Regions from separate parts of the Zea mays genome. Here region 2 is linked to region 1. A link is a contact called in public Hi-C data. All regions are on one chromosome and are shown on one strand. Each heading gives the region's core, a stretch centred on a gene start, on an enhancer-like site or on the middle of the called end of the contact. The rest is flanking DNA. Distances are from core to core; before and after follow the strand shown. Region 1 holds the start of LOC100194115 (Essential protein Yae1 N-terminal). Region 2 holds the start of LOC100286243 (polcalcin Jun o 2).

Region 1 (3,209 bases), core at 398-2,897:
CATCTAGATGAAATCAAAAGGCAAAATTAATTTTTAACATTTCTGCTATCAGCCACACACAAAAAAAACTGCAAAAGAGTAGTTAGCATTAACAACTGCGTTCCAAATAAACTCTAGGGGGGTGATTAATACCTTTTGAAACTGGTTCTGCCTGTGGATCCATTCTCTGTCTAAGGTAGACGCGTGCCCATGAGAATCTGAAACATCTTCCCACACATCATCCTGGTCGACAGCGGCAACATCACCACCGCCGTTAGCTGGGACAAAGTTTTGCATAAGTAAACCAACTAGGTTCCAACATGAGATAAAACTACAAGCAGTGCTAATAATTAAGCAAGCAACGCATGGCTACGGAAGCGCACATGGTTGCCCCCTTGTCAGGGATAAGAGACATGCATCATACTGGGCTATTTCGTTCTCACCTGACGAAGTCGCTGCTTCTACGCTCAGCTCCCCCATGGAGATGGTGATGCCCTCCGCATCCCCTGGGCTGGCCATTCAGAAACTCCAACCTGCAGCCAGAGCCAGTGACAAGAAGACAGGGGGGGAGTATAGAATACAAGGTTAGAAATTCCGCGCCATATACACACACTAATAGATCTAACAAAATACATAAATAATGATGATATTAATTCAAATAGATCAAGCAAATACACATTCTGGATAGATAAATATCAAATAAAGAGCATTTGACAGCCATTTAGATCTATATGTCTTAACAATTTCATGCCGACATCATACTAGCCGATGGTCGACATAATCAATCCTACATACAAAATTTAAAATTTCATAGTTCTGTGTGTGTGTGGTGGTGGTGGGGGGGGGGGGGGTATAGAACAGAAGAGTACAAATTTCGTGCCATATACACACACTAATAGATCTAACAAAATACATAAATAATGAATAATGATAATATTAATTCAAATAGATCAAACAAATACACATTCTGGAGACAGAAAATATCAAATAAATAGCATCTGACAGCCATTTAGATCATATATGTCTTAACGATTTCACGCCGACACCATACTGGTGGACATTCTCAATCCTACATACAAATTTTAAAAATTCATAGTTCTTTCGGTGGGTGGGTGGGGAGTGGAAAAAAACACAATATGTATTCGTTCCATATGTCCTCGTGGGGCAAATTCAAATTTATCATATGGTTCCTCAGTCCTCAGAAGCGCCACTCTTCAACCCATCTTTCTTACCTTGGATATTGCAAAATGCAAATATCAACATGACTGTTGGAAACTAGACATTGCCATTCATCAAACAACATTTTATTGAATTAAATTAAAAAGAAAATCGATACTTGGTTACTCACAAGTCACGAATTCGAAATCCTTGGCTGCGTGGCTCTGTATACCTCTGTCTCCTCTGTGCAGGTGCCGAAGCCCAACAGGAGCAGGCACAGGCAAGCAAAAGCAAGGAACAGCCGGACAGGGGCAGTGCCACGCCTGTGGGGTGGGGGCTGGCCGTGCCCGTGGGCGCCTGGCTGGCATGCGATAGCAGGGAGAAGGGGCCGGCGAACGCAGATCTGCAGCACCAGCAAGCAGGACCGAGGCGAAACAGCAGGAAAACCGAGGGGGAACGAAGGCGCGGAGAACGGAGCCACCGGGAGCGACTTGGCTGGGGGTAGCGGAGATGCGAAACGGTTTGCGGAGAAGGGAGATGCCTGACAGGTTACAGGTAGGGCTGAACCTCTGGGGTGTGGGCTCCATGGGCTGTTCTTGTGCTAAATTGAAGGCGGAAGCCCAGGAGCCGAACAGATCTAACAGGCCTGCCTTTTGAAAATACCCCATACGGAATCGGCCCACTCAGACCTATCCTCCAACTAAGATTCCACATTTCCACGTATGTTTCCCTCCTGATTTTCAGACGAGAACGCAAAATAACCTTTGTTGTCCGTGCTTTACTTTTGTGTTGATTGACAGCAGTGTGTGTATCCGTGCTTCAATTCGTATTCAAAGGGTTAGGTAACCTTGTTTCATGTGTGCATAGATGAAGTTTACTTGGTACTCGAGGCTGGTCTGAGCCATGCTTGTAACTTAATTTACAACTAGTTTAGACACCCTTATGTTGCTATGGTTTTCAAATATGCTTCAGTATATAGTATAAAAATAAAGACATATGTTATATTGGCTAGTGGATTTGAAGCTAACAACCAAAGTTCAAATTCTCATTTGTACATAATTTTAACTTTTTTACCGATAGAAGGGGACGGTGGAAACTGGTTGCAAAAAATCATCATTGCATCTTCATTCTTTACATACTACAAAACAACAGCTTAATTTCCTAGTAACTGTTCCTTGATGTCTAGAGTCAAATTAATAGTACAAATCAGCAACACGATGGAAGTACAAATCATCAACAAGAAAAACATAACCAAATGCGTAATACTAGGAAGATTGACAAATTAGGTGAGGGAGCTAGGGAGGCCTAAAGAATTACATGTCTTCTCATTGCATATAAGTACAATGCTAATTTAAATCTGCAGGTGAGCGTCAAACATCATGGAAAGAATAGGTGAGGGATGATAGGAAGAACTTTTTTTATGAAATTTCTATTCAAGGCCATGTCACAAAATTTCTTATACAGTGCCGTACTGTTGTATGGAGAGTTCCCCCCCCTCCCCCTGCAAACAGTGTTGTATGAGGTTGTACATGTTACCTATTCACATGTGCATTTATACATAGCATCATGCTTACATAGGCAAAAGGTTAATCAAGAGGACTGGGTATTGAGATGACACTTATGCGTTGAATCTCACTAGTTCTGCCTTTTGTTTGGATACTCCCTTGGTCCAAAAATGGTTGATCCAATCCTCACATTCGTGCTGCCCATCTCAATCTGCATAAAGTTAACATTAGTTGATGGAACTCCAGGATTGTGTAGTCTTGTTTCAGCATTCCTATGCAAAGAATGAGAATGATTATATTACAAACCGCTTGCTCAAAGTCACCAGACATTCCCATGGAGAGTTCAAACTGTTCTGTTGGTATGTCAAGGGCCTTGCAAACTTCAAGCTTACAATTAACCAATGCCTGTATTCAAAGCACTCAAAACAACAGGTTATGAAAGCCAACGCAAAATGCTCGTTGTTGTTTGCGACGAAGTAAGACTGGATAAGCACCCACCTTAAAATTTTCTGGTGTTGACGAGTAGTCTTTCATACCTATTGTCATCAGACCTGAAAATATTAGGTG
Region 2 (3,209 bases), core at 357-2,856, 310 kb before region 1:
AGCTGTTTCTGTCTGTCATCCATCCCATGAGCCGCGCTAAACAGTTCTCTAAGGACTAGAATTAAGTATCCCTACCAAAACATACAACTATTTAGTAGTAATACTACGCAACCTGTGACAGGATTTCCTATGACAGGTGTACGTACGTATCTTCTACTAGTATACTGGAGCAGACAGATGCAACCCAAGGCCTCCGCATGTTCTGCTTCCAATTCCAACCAGTAGATATAAACTAATGAAGAGATTCGAGCTCCCATCGCGCCCTGATGATGCCAATGATTGATAGGTACGCAATCAGGACAATTCCTCAAGCTCCTCCCCACCTTCGCAAGAATATTCCTGTTCCATGTTTGAGATCTTAAGAAAAAAAAATCCTCCACAAGTTCAACAAAAGATCACTACAGCTTTTATCTGCATCGAGCTAAATTAACAGCCTACGGATTCCACCGCGCTGAGATTACCAGATTTACATTGGATCTAACAAATACCAAACAAACATGCAAAAAACATTCACATATTCCGAGAGGTGGAAACACACGAATTAGAGATCCACATAGGAGTAGGTTCGAATCGTCTACTCTTTCATTCACATAGTCAAGCATCCGCATCTCTAGAACAGAAGTTAGCTCTGAACCACTGCTTTCATCCAGGCTCCAATCTTGCAAAAAGCAATATCCGCCGTGGTTCCCAATTATTAGTAGAGAGAAGAATCTAGCGCTAGTGCTTCTCCATGATGATCTTGGCTTCTATATACACTTTACTTAAGACCGCACACGACGCCATACGCTCGGCTGCTGTGAACGGAGGGGGGGGGGGGGGGGGGGGGGGGGGGGGGATGGGTGGAGCAGCAGGGATTCGAAAGGGCTGGGGAGGGAACCTCTAATTACCTAGGCGATCTTTGCGAAGCATGCTCCTCCCCTGGCCATCATGACCTTGAACTCGTCGAAGGAGATGAGGCCGTCGCCGTTCTGGTCGACGCCCTCGATCATGCGGCGGCACTGCGCGACGGAGGCGGGCTCGCCGAGGCTGCGGAGGACGCGCGCGAGCTCGGCGGCGGAGATGGCGCCGCTGCCGTCGGCGTCGAAGACGCGGAAGGCGTGGCGCAGGTCCTCCTCGACGGCGGCCGCGTCGCCGGCCACCGTGGCGTTGAGGGCCGCGAACTCGGGCAGGCTGATGAAGCCGTCGCCGTCCGCGTCCGCCTCGGCCATCATGCGCGCCACCTCGTCGTCCGACGCGCCGTGGCCCAGGCTCTCGAACAGCGCCGCCAGCTCCGACCGCGAGATCCGCCCGTCGCCGTTCGCGTCGAACTTGCGGAACACGCGCGCCATCTCCTCCTCCGCCGTCGCCCGCTCCGGGGACCCGCTGCCGTCGCCGTCGCCCGCGGCAGGCGCCTGCTGCTGCGGCTGCGGCGGCGGCGGCTTGGAGGAGCGGCGGCGGAACAGGGACGGCACGGGCATCCTGATCTTGCCCATGTCGCGTGGCGTGAGGGGGCTGCGACTGCGAGGGGGTTCGGCTGGATCCGTCACGGCTGCGGTTTCGGTTCTGCGACGGGCGGCGTATTTATAGAGGCAAGGCAGAGGCAGTTCCTTTCCCATTGCTATCGATCACGGATCGCAGCCAGGGAGGGAGGCCGGGGCCCGGGGAGGAAGCTGCGGCGTCTAGCTGTTGCGCTACGAGTCCCTGCATTGTGGGCCTGCGTTTGGGAAGCCGTATTTGCTTCGCACCTGCCAGTGCCAGTGGGATTGCGGATCCCGCAAACCTGCTTGTAGTTGTAGTATTGTAAAGGCAATTTCCCCCCTTTGTTTGTTTCAATATATAAGATTTTATTTGCTAGGTTACGATTAAAAAACAAGTTCGTTCGAAAAAAAGGGAAAAAGAGAGAGAGAAAAGAAAATAGTATGCTTAAAGGTTGCTTGGCCCGCAAAACACCCCAGATGATGGCATGAGCCAGAGGGTCCGAACGAACATGGCGCCACCACATGCAAACCTACCACTTTGATGCCGAAGCATGTACTATGTGAGATGGGGGCAAGGCGACGGGTTTGCTTGTGAGGGTCGTCTGTCTTTTTGTTCCTTTCTTTTAGTTGGAGGACTGCTTAAGTAAATGTGGGGGAAGTAATAGTCACTGCTATTGGATATGCGATGCGATTCTTGTGCGATGGGTAAGCTGCGTTTAGAACGTGTGTGTTTGAACCAAAAAAGAGCTGGCGGACGGTTCGGCCCTAAGGCCGGACGGTCCGCGGTCCGGACAGTCCGCGCCTGTGGGCCGGACGGTCCGCGCGTGCGCCGAACATATTAGGGTTCCGAGTTTTGTGCTACGGTTATTAGCTATATTCGCGGAATTAGCTTGGAATCAGTTGTGTAAAGAGTTCAGCCCCCCTCCTCTATAAATAGAGAGGTCTACGGCCGATTTTAAACTATCAACCGAATCAATACAACTTCTATTCGCATTTATTTCCAGTACAAGTAGAAGTAGTTCTAGTCTAGTTCTAGTTTAGCCTCTCGATCCCCAAATTCTTCGGCTCTCTTCGACTCTACGCCGATTAGAGGAGTCTAGGTCGGCCGGCCCGAGCCTAGACAATCCCTAGGATCTCTCCTTCCCGACGGGGTCCCTCCCGGGAGCGAGATCCAGGCGCCGCCGACGATCTTCCGCCGCCCCTGCGCACGCGCGGACCGTCCGGCCGTCAGGCAGGAAACCCTAGCCCCTGCGCCAGGTCGCGGACAGTCCGGCCCCAGGCCGCGTACCGTCCGTGCCTGACCAGAGAGCACCGCTGCCGGTTCTTCTTGAGTATTTGACGCTCCGAAAAGGCGTCAACATACTTTTTGGCGACTCCGCTGGGGACATACATATCTAAGCTCATCAAATCGGCCCTCAATGGCCGGTTCAAGGGATAGCTCTGATATTTCTCCAAGCAACATCATAAAGCCGACTTGGGAAACCTTGCCGGCTGACGAGCAGCTCCAGTTCGAGGAGCACAAGGAGCGGATGATCCAGGAGGCGAAAGCAAAGTTCTTGGCCAACTTCAAAGTGGACAGGAACAACAAGGTCGTCCGACATCGGGCAACGGATCCGGCTTTTCTCCAACCCACGCCAGATATCCTCAATGTAAGTAATACCAACGATCTGCAATCTCTTAGAAATTATGTAGAAGATCAGCGTGAACAAATGCAGAACATCATAGGGGGTATGCAAAGCGATCTTAAGAGAC

The links. A called contact is a pair of places that touch in the nucleus more often than the background predicts.
Region 2: a contact with region 1 is called in a Hi-C map of tassel, with 4 times the contacts expected there. The contact joins the promoter of LOC100286243 here to the promoter of LOC100194115 in region 1. A contact is called at or near these places in 3 of 25 Hi-C or Micro-C datasets (ear, leaf and tassel).

The regions. Positions count from the first base shown.
Region 1 is chr3:151,303,672-151,306,880 of Zm-B73-REFERENCE-NAM-5.0, reverse strand. LOC100194115 (Essential protein Yae1 N-terminal) reads right to left here and starts at 1,647. Exons shown (of 5, transcript NM_001139168.2): 1 at 1,328-1,647; 2 at 423-512; 3 at 133-257; 4 at 1-3. The coding sequence starts at 498. It overlaps LOC100286142 (pyridoxal phosphate enzyme), which reads right to left. Exons shown (of 7, transcript NM_001159030.2): 5 at 3,141-3,209; 6 at 2,949-3,047; 7 at 2,544-2,853. The coding sequence ends at 2,773.
Region 2 is chr3:151,609,404-151,612,612 of Zm-B73-REFERENCE-NAM-5.0, reverse strand. It overlaps LOC100286243 (polcalcin Jun o 2), which reads right to left and starts at 1,606. Exons shown (of 2, transcript NM_001159131.2): 1 at 888-1,606; 2 at 31-339. The coding sequence starts at 1,472. The coding sequence ends at 888.